Regions from separate parts of the Danio rerio genome. Here region 2 is linked to region 1. Evidence: chromatin contacts called from public Hi-C data. All regions are on one chromosome and are shown on one strand. Each heading gives the region's core, a stretch centred on a gene start, on an enhancer-like site or on the middle of the called end of the contact. The rest is flanking DNA. Distances are from core to core; before and after follow the strand shown.

Region 1 (3,820 bases), core at 776-3,275:
GATGGGCTATCAGATCAGTCATTTAGGGCGGGACAATCAGTCCTTTGGAGTGGGAATACCAATCATTTGGGGTGGGGATATCAGTTATTTAGAGCACTGATATCAGTCTTATTGGGTGGGGCTATCAGTCTTTTGTGGTCGAGATATCAGTAATATAAGGTGGGCTACCAGATCAGTCATTTAGAGCAGGACTATCAGTCCTTGGGGGAGCTATCATTCATTTTAGGGGAGGCTATGAGTCATTTAGGGTGGGGCTATACCGAGTGTTTTTTGCCTCATATCTGTGGCTTAAATTTATCTTGATCCGACATCTGTAAAATTGAGCTCTGCCACGTAATTATCAGGCATCTGAAAACCAGAGGGTCCTGACGGTGATTCCTGTGGACAGTAATTCTCAAAAACTTCTTCCTCCATTTTGTTAGTAACGGCTATCTTCCTATGATCCAATCAGTTCCCAAAGGACAAAATCATTTACTGTGTACATCATGGTAATGGAAAAAAAACAATCTTAACATCCTCAACAATTTTAACGTAGTAAATCTGAGTTTTAAAAGTCATTTATTCACAAAACCTGTTGTAAGGTTTAAGATACCTCAGACACTTTGATGTCTCCACATAAGGACAATACAAACACTGGGTGTAAACACACAGTCAGATATTTGCCTCCACACCACATGGAGTGAAAGTGCGGGAAAGCTTGTTTCCTCCTATCCTTTGTTTACATTTGATATTACTCCCTTCCTCTCCACTAAATGAAGATTTTTGCTTATCCTAGTTGTACTTTTTTGTTGTTTGTATGTTTTAGTTCTGAGAGAAAATCTTGCTAACTCGTAGCACTAGCATAGCATTTCATTTAACATTAATTGACAATTCATCCGATTACTTGAGCTAAAAATATTCAAACAACTATAAATTATATGATTCGGATGTTAAAATAAACCAAAAACTGACCTCTAAGATCTACTACAACACAGATGACTCTAAACAGGAAGCAGCCAGGTTTGTCACCTTTTCTGTTGTGATCTGCACTATTTGCAGCATGTTTCTGTATTTGCATGTATTGAAAAGTGATGTTTTCTCAGTTTGTTAGTGTTTTTCTAGTTGCATGTTTTCCAAACGCAGTACATTTGCAAGTCCTGAAGGCTGAATATTTAAAATTGGCTGAAAATTCACCCAAAAATGAAAATTCAGTTTATTCATTTTTTCTTCCTCTAAAACTTCCTGTTTGAATTTCATTCTTCTGTTGAACACAAAGGAAGATATTTTGAAGAATACTGGAAAAAAAAAACTAATGTTCATGGTATTGTTTTATTAAAGTGTGTTTTCCCAACATTCTTCAGAATATTTTATTTTGTGTTCAACAGAAGAAGGAAATTCATAAAAAGTTCCCACTTTATAAGTGGCCTTAACTTCTAGGCACTTACATCAAAAAATAAATACAATGTACTTACTTTGTTTATAGTATATTGACGTGGGATACAGATCACGTTCTGGACAGGTTTGGTAGTATGGCTAGGTTTAGTGATAGGTTAAGGTGTAACAGTATAATTTAAAATTTAATTACAGATGTAATAGTTTTTTAATCAATTTTAAGTACATTGTAAAAACATGTATTTACACAATAAGTACACTGTAACAAATGATTAATTTCAGTGTAAGTCCATATTAGTAAAGACAACTTAATATAAAGTGGAACCGAAAAACACTTGAGTGTGTGTAAATATTACATTTTTGAGGGAACTATGCTTTTAAAATGCACAACATCACAATATATGCATTTGCTGTTTACACAGTGACAATAATGATATGAAATATATGACAAAATATGATATCTTTGTTGTTTTAACCAGTATATTTTCCTCAACACTGTTGTTGTTTATATTAATGGCCAATTAGTTTTGTCAGTTGTGCAAATATACAGTACATCAATGTTAATCTTACCTCCTTGTTACGTCCCTCTGAGAAATTAGGTACACACTCCACCAGTTTAGCCATGACTGCAAGAGCTTTCCTCACACACACTTCAATACTGACCCTAAAGTTGAACTTTTAAAGCGGGCGGCATGCATGTGTTTTGAATAATTAACCCGTCTCTTGGACTGGATTCAGGTCATTTAATGATTCCCCTGTCTTCACAGATAAACGCTTTTGGAGAGGGGTCGCCGTCAAACATTGTTTGGGGACGTTTTTAATCTGGCTCCTGAATAATGTTGGTTTATTAATGGTCAAAGATTGAAGCTTAAATGGATTGTTTACACCCAAAATATTTAATATACTCACTATTTACTCACCCTCAAGTGATTAGAAATTATTAAGAGTTTCTTTCTTTGGTTGAACACAAACTAATAAGGGTATTTCAAAGAAAGCTAAAAACCCTCATCTTCCATAGTAGGAAAGACAAATACTATGGAAGTCAACGGTTACAGGTTTTCATCATTCTTCAAAATATCTTCTTTTGTGTTTTTCAGAAGAAAGAAAGTTGTAAACGTTAGAAAGAAGTCTAAGGTGAGCAAATGATGACAGAATTTTTAATTGTGAGTGCACTATCCCTTTAATCATAGACAGAGATTTGGCTTTCAGTATGTACTGTAGTAACAAGTAAATTGTGAATTGATAAAGCAGACGGTTTAATAAATGACTCTTGAAAAGCACCCAGACAGTTGCATCATGACCAAGCTGGGACGTCTGTTAATGACTGATCCAGAAATAGGCCAAAGAGCTGAAGGAGGAGCACAGATTTAGACCTTCTGTGTTTTTGGATGGAACACAGGTCTGATACACCCGCCTGTTAAAGTGACACCAATGTTATGCAAGAGTGAGGAGGGTAAAGTTCAAAAAAACAGAAGATAGTTGCTTATGGGGTCTGCATGTGGTCAAAATACTTGCAAAAAAAAAACATTTTAGGAGGAGTAGCTCAAATAAAATAATTAAAAGTAATTAAAATAAATAAATAAATAAAATATTTAAAATAATTAAAGTGGCAATAATAATAAAAATAATAATTTAACAGCATGCACTGTCAACCCTGGCACCTTAGACAGGCAGGTGTAAGCCTTTCAAATCGTGTCCTGAATTTCCCACAGGTGAACTCTAATTAAGCTGCTGAAACATCTTAAGAATGATCAGTGGACACAGAATGGACCTGAGCTCAATTTAAAGCTTCACAGCAAAGGCTGTCAATACTGATGTACATGTGATTCTTCAGGTTTTTTTTTTTTTCATTTTAATAAATTTGCAACAATTTCAAAAAATCTTTTTTCTCATTATCGTTATGGCGGATTGCGTGTAAAGTTGTGAAGAAATAAATTAATCTAATCCATTTTGGAATAAGGCTGTAACATGAAAATTTGTGGGAAAAGTGAAGCTCTAGGAATACTTTACACTTGATATGTATACAGGTTGTATATGAACAGAGTTTACAATAGACAAATATAGGTACAGGTTGCTATCAATAATCAGAGGTATGCAGAAAGATATGGACATGATAACAAATGTATATGTACAGTGGGTAAATGTAAAATTCAAGATGAATTAGTGCAACGTAGTGCAATAAATATGTGCAACTTAGTTTTACCAAAAATATTAGGAGCTGTCTAATAATAATAATTATTATTAATATTATTGAATAATTCATTCATTGATTTTCTTTTCGGCTTAGTTCCTTTATTAATCTGGGGTGGCCGCAGCGAAATGAACCGCCAACTTATCCAGCATTTGTTTTCGCAGCAGATGCCCTTCCAGCTGCAACCCATCATCGGGAACACCCATACACACTCATTCACACACATACACTACGGACAAGCTTATTCAGTTCACCTAT
Region 2 (3,820 bases), core at 612-3,111, 270 kb before region 1:
TGCGTTAATTGTGTTTCTTTCAGTTATCAAATATTGAAAGGTTTTTTTTATAAAAATTTGTTATATAGTAATTAGAATCCTTGAAATTATTTGTAAATTTCTGTAAACAGAGATGTCTGTTTTGTATAGCCTGTGGAATAGCAATTCTTTATTTTATAAATTATAAGGGTTAATTTAAACTTGAGAAATTTAAAAGCAAAATTTAAATAACTTTTTTTTTCCCTTTAACCCTTAAACCACTTGCTCTACCAAATGGTTGATTATATTTTCGCTGTTTTAAAATATGACTGTTAAAGTCATTTTAAAAATGACTAAATAATTTAAATAATGGTTTACACTGCACAGTATTGTTGGTTTACAAAAAAATAAAAAATCAAACATACAAAATCCTGTTGCACTACTACACTTTTGGTTTTATTGTAAAAGAAAAAAACAAGAAATCATGTTAAATGAGAATTTGAAATATTTAGGGCATACTTCGAAAAATAAAGGTGATTTAGCATTTAAAAATGTTTTATTTTGAATATTCTTTAAATAAATTGATTTTACACTTCATATTTTCAGATTTTTTTCCATAGTGTATGTATTAATTCCGGTACTTTCCATAAACCGACATGTCAACCACAGTGGCAGATTTAGTGATTCGGGGGTCATAAGCATCCGGCCATGGAGCCTGAAAATTCTAAAATACACCGTTTTCTCTTTAATTTCATTTTAATATATTTTGCTGTTTTTATTCTTATATCACTCAATTTCCTTTTCTACATTTTGTCTTAATGCAGAATAATGATAACAACATGTAAGCAGCTTGTAAACCTTTTCAATTATTTGTTTTCTTAAAATGGATTCACAACTAAAAATTATGAACTATTTCGCTTTTAAAACTAAATCTCTACCTAATTTAACTGCTGACTGATCCATTATTGAGGGTGGGGGACACATTTGCCCATTTGCGGTGTAATAAACATTAAACTTATTTTTTTAGACACCCGTCATACAAAATATGATAGTTATAATTTATTCTAGGTATTTATTTTGTGAACCCTTAGATTTCACTGGGCCAAGTGGACGCTTACCTTAATTCCGCCCCTGTCAACGATGTGGTAGAGGTTGATATTTTAGAAATTATGTGATGTGTTGAAAAAAATGCATTAGTGTTAACTAGCGACATTAGGAGTTAAGAAATGCAATCTTCGTGAGACAATTAACCCACCATACCTCTGACGAACATGCATGTAGGCCTATGTCTATATTGCGTCCGTTGGTAATAGATGTCTTTTGGACGTCCATCAGAAGTCCAATGTTCAGTGGGAAAGGGTTAATGTCGGCCTACTTGAAAGTTAATGTTTAAAATGTGTTTACACATCTTAATTTGGCAAGCATTATTTAAAATGCCCTTGTATTAAATATCAAGTGTAAAAGCTGACCAGATTAAAAAAAGAAAAGCAAACATACTGTGTCCAGCAGTCTAATTAATATTTATCAGGCGTGTGAGCGTTTCTTGGTAACCTTCCTGGGGAATCCAGCGTGTAATCTCATTAATATTTATAAACAATATCTCCTCCCTACTCTGATTGGTTGCGCCAACTTGCCAACGCCTGCCTTTCTGCAAATCACATTTCGTTATAAATATTCATAAGCATAGAAACGTAATTTTGAACCCCGCTGACCAATCACAGGAGTTAAAAAGTCTGACGTTCTGTATCCTAGGAGATTTTTCCCCTTTGCCTTTAAGCCGTGGCCTCTGATGCTCTACGCGCGCTCCTGCGCAAATCTGTGCCGGTTGCCTGGTCAACCAAATGCGCGTGCCCCTTCAAACCGATGTCGAGAGCGCGCAGTTGGGGGGACTTAGTGAAGCGGCTCGGCCAAAAATGAATTAGACACGAAGCTGGAACAAATTATGACGCGGGATTTGGTTTATTTGTGTAAATATAACGTGTAATGTATTATTCTAGCCAAACATTTGACTTTGGAGGCTTGTTTACAAACTCATCAGCACTGTTGGGGACGAATAAGATGAAGAGGATTTCTTGTCACTTCTTATCAATGCTAAAATATATTTGAAGAGGAATTACACTCTTTGCGTTTCCTTTTATGTGATATTGAGATTTTGGGTGCCTTTTTTGCACAATTTATACAATATTATATTTATTATAAGCATTTTTTCAAGTATAATTATTATTTTAACACTAACGACCTGCGCATGAAATCAGATTTTATTTGTTTACGGGGTTGTTTTGCTTAATTTAGAAGGATTTCTGTTTCTGATAATTTGTTATAATTAATTTCACCTGAAGACTTGGACTCCTCATATTGACGCCTTAAACATGTACGCGGGACGAAAAAGAAGAAAACCGGTGCAAAGGACGTGAGTGTTTAACAGAAAAGTGTGTGTCTGTGTGATGAATTAATGTAGCATATTGGATTCTGAGAGAACATGTAGCCCGACATTATATACAAAAACAAACCAATATTTAGCGATAATTAGTGGTTTATTAGTATTTTCCCTCAGAAACTCACAACAGTAATGTTGGTCGGATATAATCTCTTTAGGCCAGTCTGTCAGAAGTAAATATTTATATGTACTTTTATTATTTCATTTCAGTTAATCAAACGTGGTAGTATTATTAGTGCTTTTTGTGTTATTTGTGTGCGTAATAATGTTCTATTCCAATTCTCAGTACTGCTCGCTTGGTAATAATATGCTTACATAAGGCTTTACTGCTCTATTCTTTACCATGTACAAGAATGTACATTAAAATTCCTGCCTTAAATTGTAATATATCAAAAGATATCAGATTAGTGCTCTGGAATGCTGTTCTGAAAATGTACGGAGTGAAGTGATTGCTATTTTTGCTATCACACTTTTATTTAAAATATGATATCAAAATTCCTGTAAATTAGTTCATATACTTACTAACATGAACTATGTATGAACAGTGCTTGTAGAGCATATATTAATCATAGTACAACGTTTATTAATGGCTTATTAAAATAAAAATGTATGTTTTTTATCGTTGGTTAATGCACTGCGAGTTAACTTGAACTAATTGTATTTTTATTAACTGAATAAATGTGTTGTTTACTCTTTGTTCGTGTAAGGAAATGCAATAACTAATACAACCTTATTATAAAGTGTTACCAAAATATATTATTTGTATAATATATTTTTAATATATCTTTTTTTATTATTTGAATTATTGTTTTAATTTTATTTAGTAATTGACTTATTACATGATTTTACATAAACTTGCAAGATTTACCCTGGAATTTGAATTTATGTTGTGCACAATTATGTTCATATATTTGATTATTAATTAATGCTATTCTTTTAAAACACCTTCATTATTAACAGTTATGCCACCTAGTTTTAAAATCAAGTTTATATAGCTGTTACATAAAATAATCAAAGCAACTTATATATATTTATTTTTTTTTATAAATTATTATTGACATTGTTATTTATTTATTTTCTGTACATAACTTTAAACAGTCACATCAGTCTGCAGTGATTGTTTCATTCATAATGAAATCTTATTTACAGTAACAGCCCATTACATTTCATAATCTCTGCATGTATACGTGACGTGCGTGCCTGTGTGCGTGTACCAGGATTCAGATTTTACGCTAGGGTGGTGACCCGAAAGTGTTTTTTTGTACAAAGGTGCACACAAATTTCCCTTAAATCAAATACTGAAATGTATTATTATTCCTGAGAACAGTGCAGACCCAACAATATGCAAATCCATTAACACAACAGGCAGAAAGTTGACAATTGAGCAAATTTAGTGAAAACAACCATATAGTTATATGCAAATTG

The links. A called contact is a pair of places that touch in the nucleus more often than the background predicts.
Region 2: a Hi-C map of hematopoietic stem cells shows a contact between it and region 1, with 2.2 times the contacts expected there. The contact joins the promoter of ahr1b here to the promoter of ftcd in region 1. A contact is called at or near these places in 1 of 18 Hi-C or Micro-C datasets (hematopoietic stem cells) and 1 of 4 datasets of contacts at active chromatin or transcription factors (embryo).

The regions. Positions count from the first base shown.
Region 1 is chr22:12,462,275-12,466,094 of GRCz12tu, reverse strand. It overlaps ftcd (formimidoyltransferase cyclodeaminase), which reads right to left and starts at 2,025. Exons shown (of 14, transcript NM_201077.2): 1 at 1,942-2,025. The coding sequence starts at 1,995.
Region 2 is chr22:12,735,365-12,739,184 of GRCz12tu, reverse strand. It overlaps ahr1b (aryl hydrocarbon receptor 1b), which reads left to right and starts at 1,861. Exons shown (of 11, transcript NM_001024816.2): 1 at 1,861-2,368. The coding sequence starts at 2,328. It overlaps LOC141380186 (a long non-coding RNA gene), which reads right to left and starts at 1,627. Exons shown (of 2, transcript XR_012397807.1): 1 at 1,456-1,627; 2 at 1-1,332.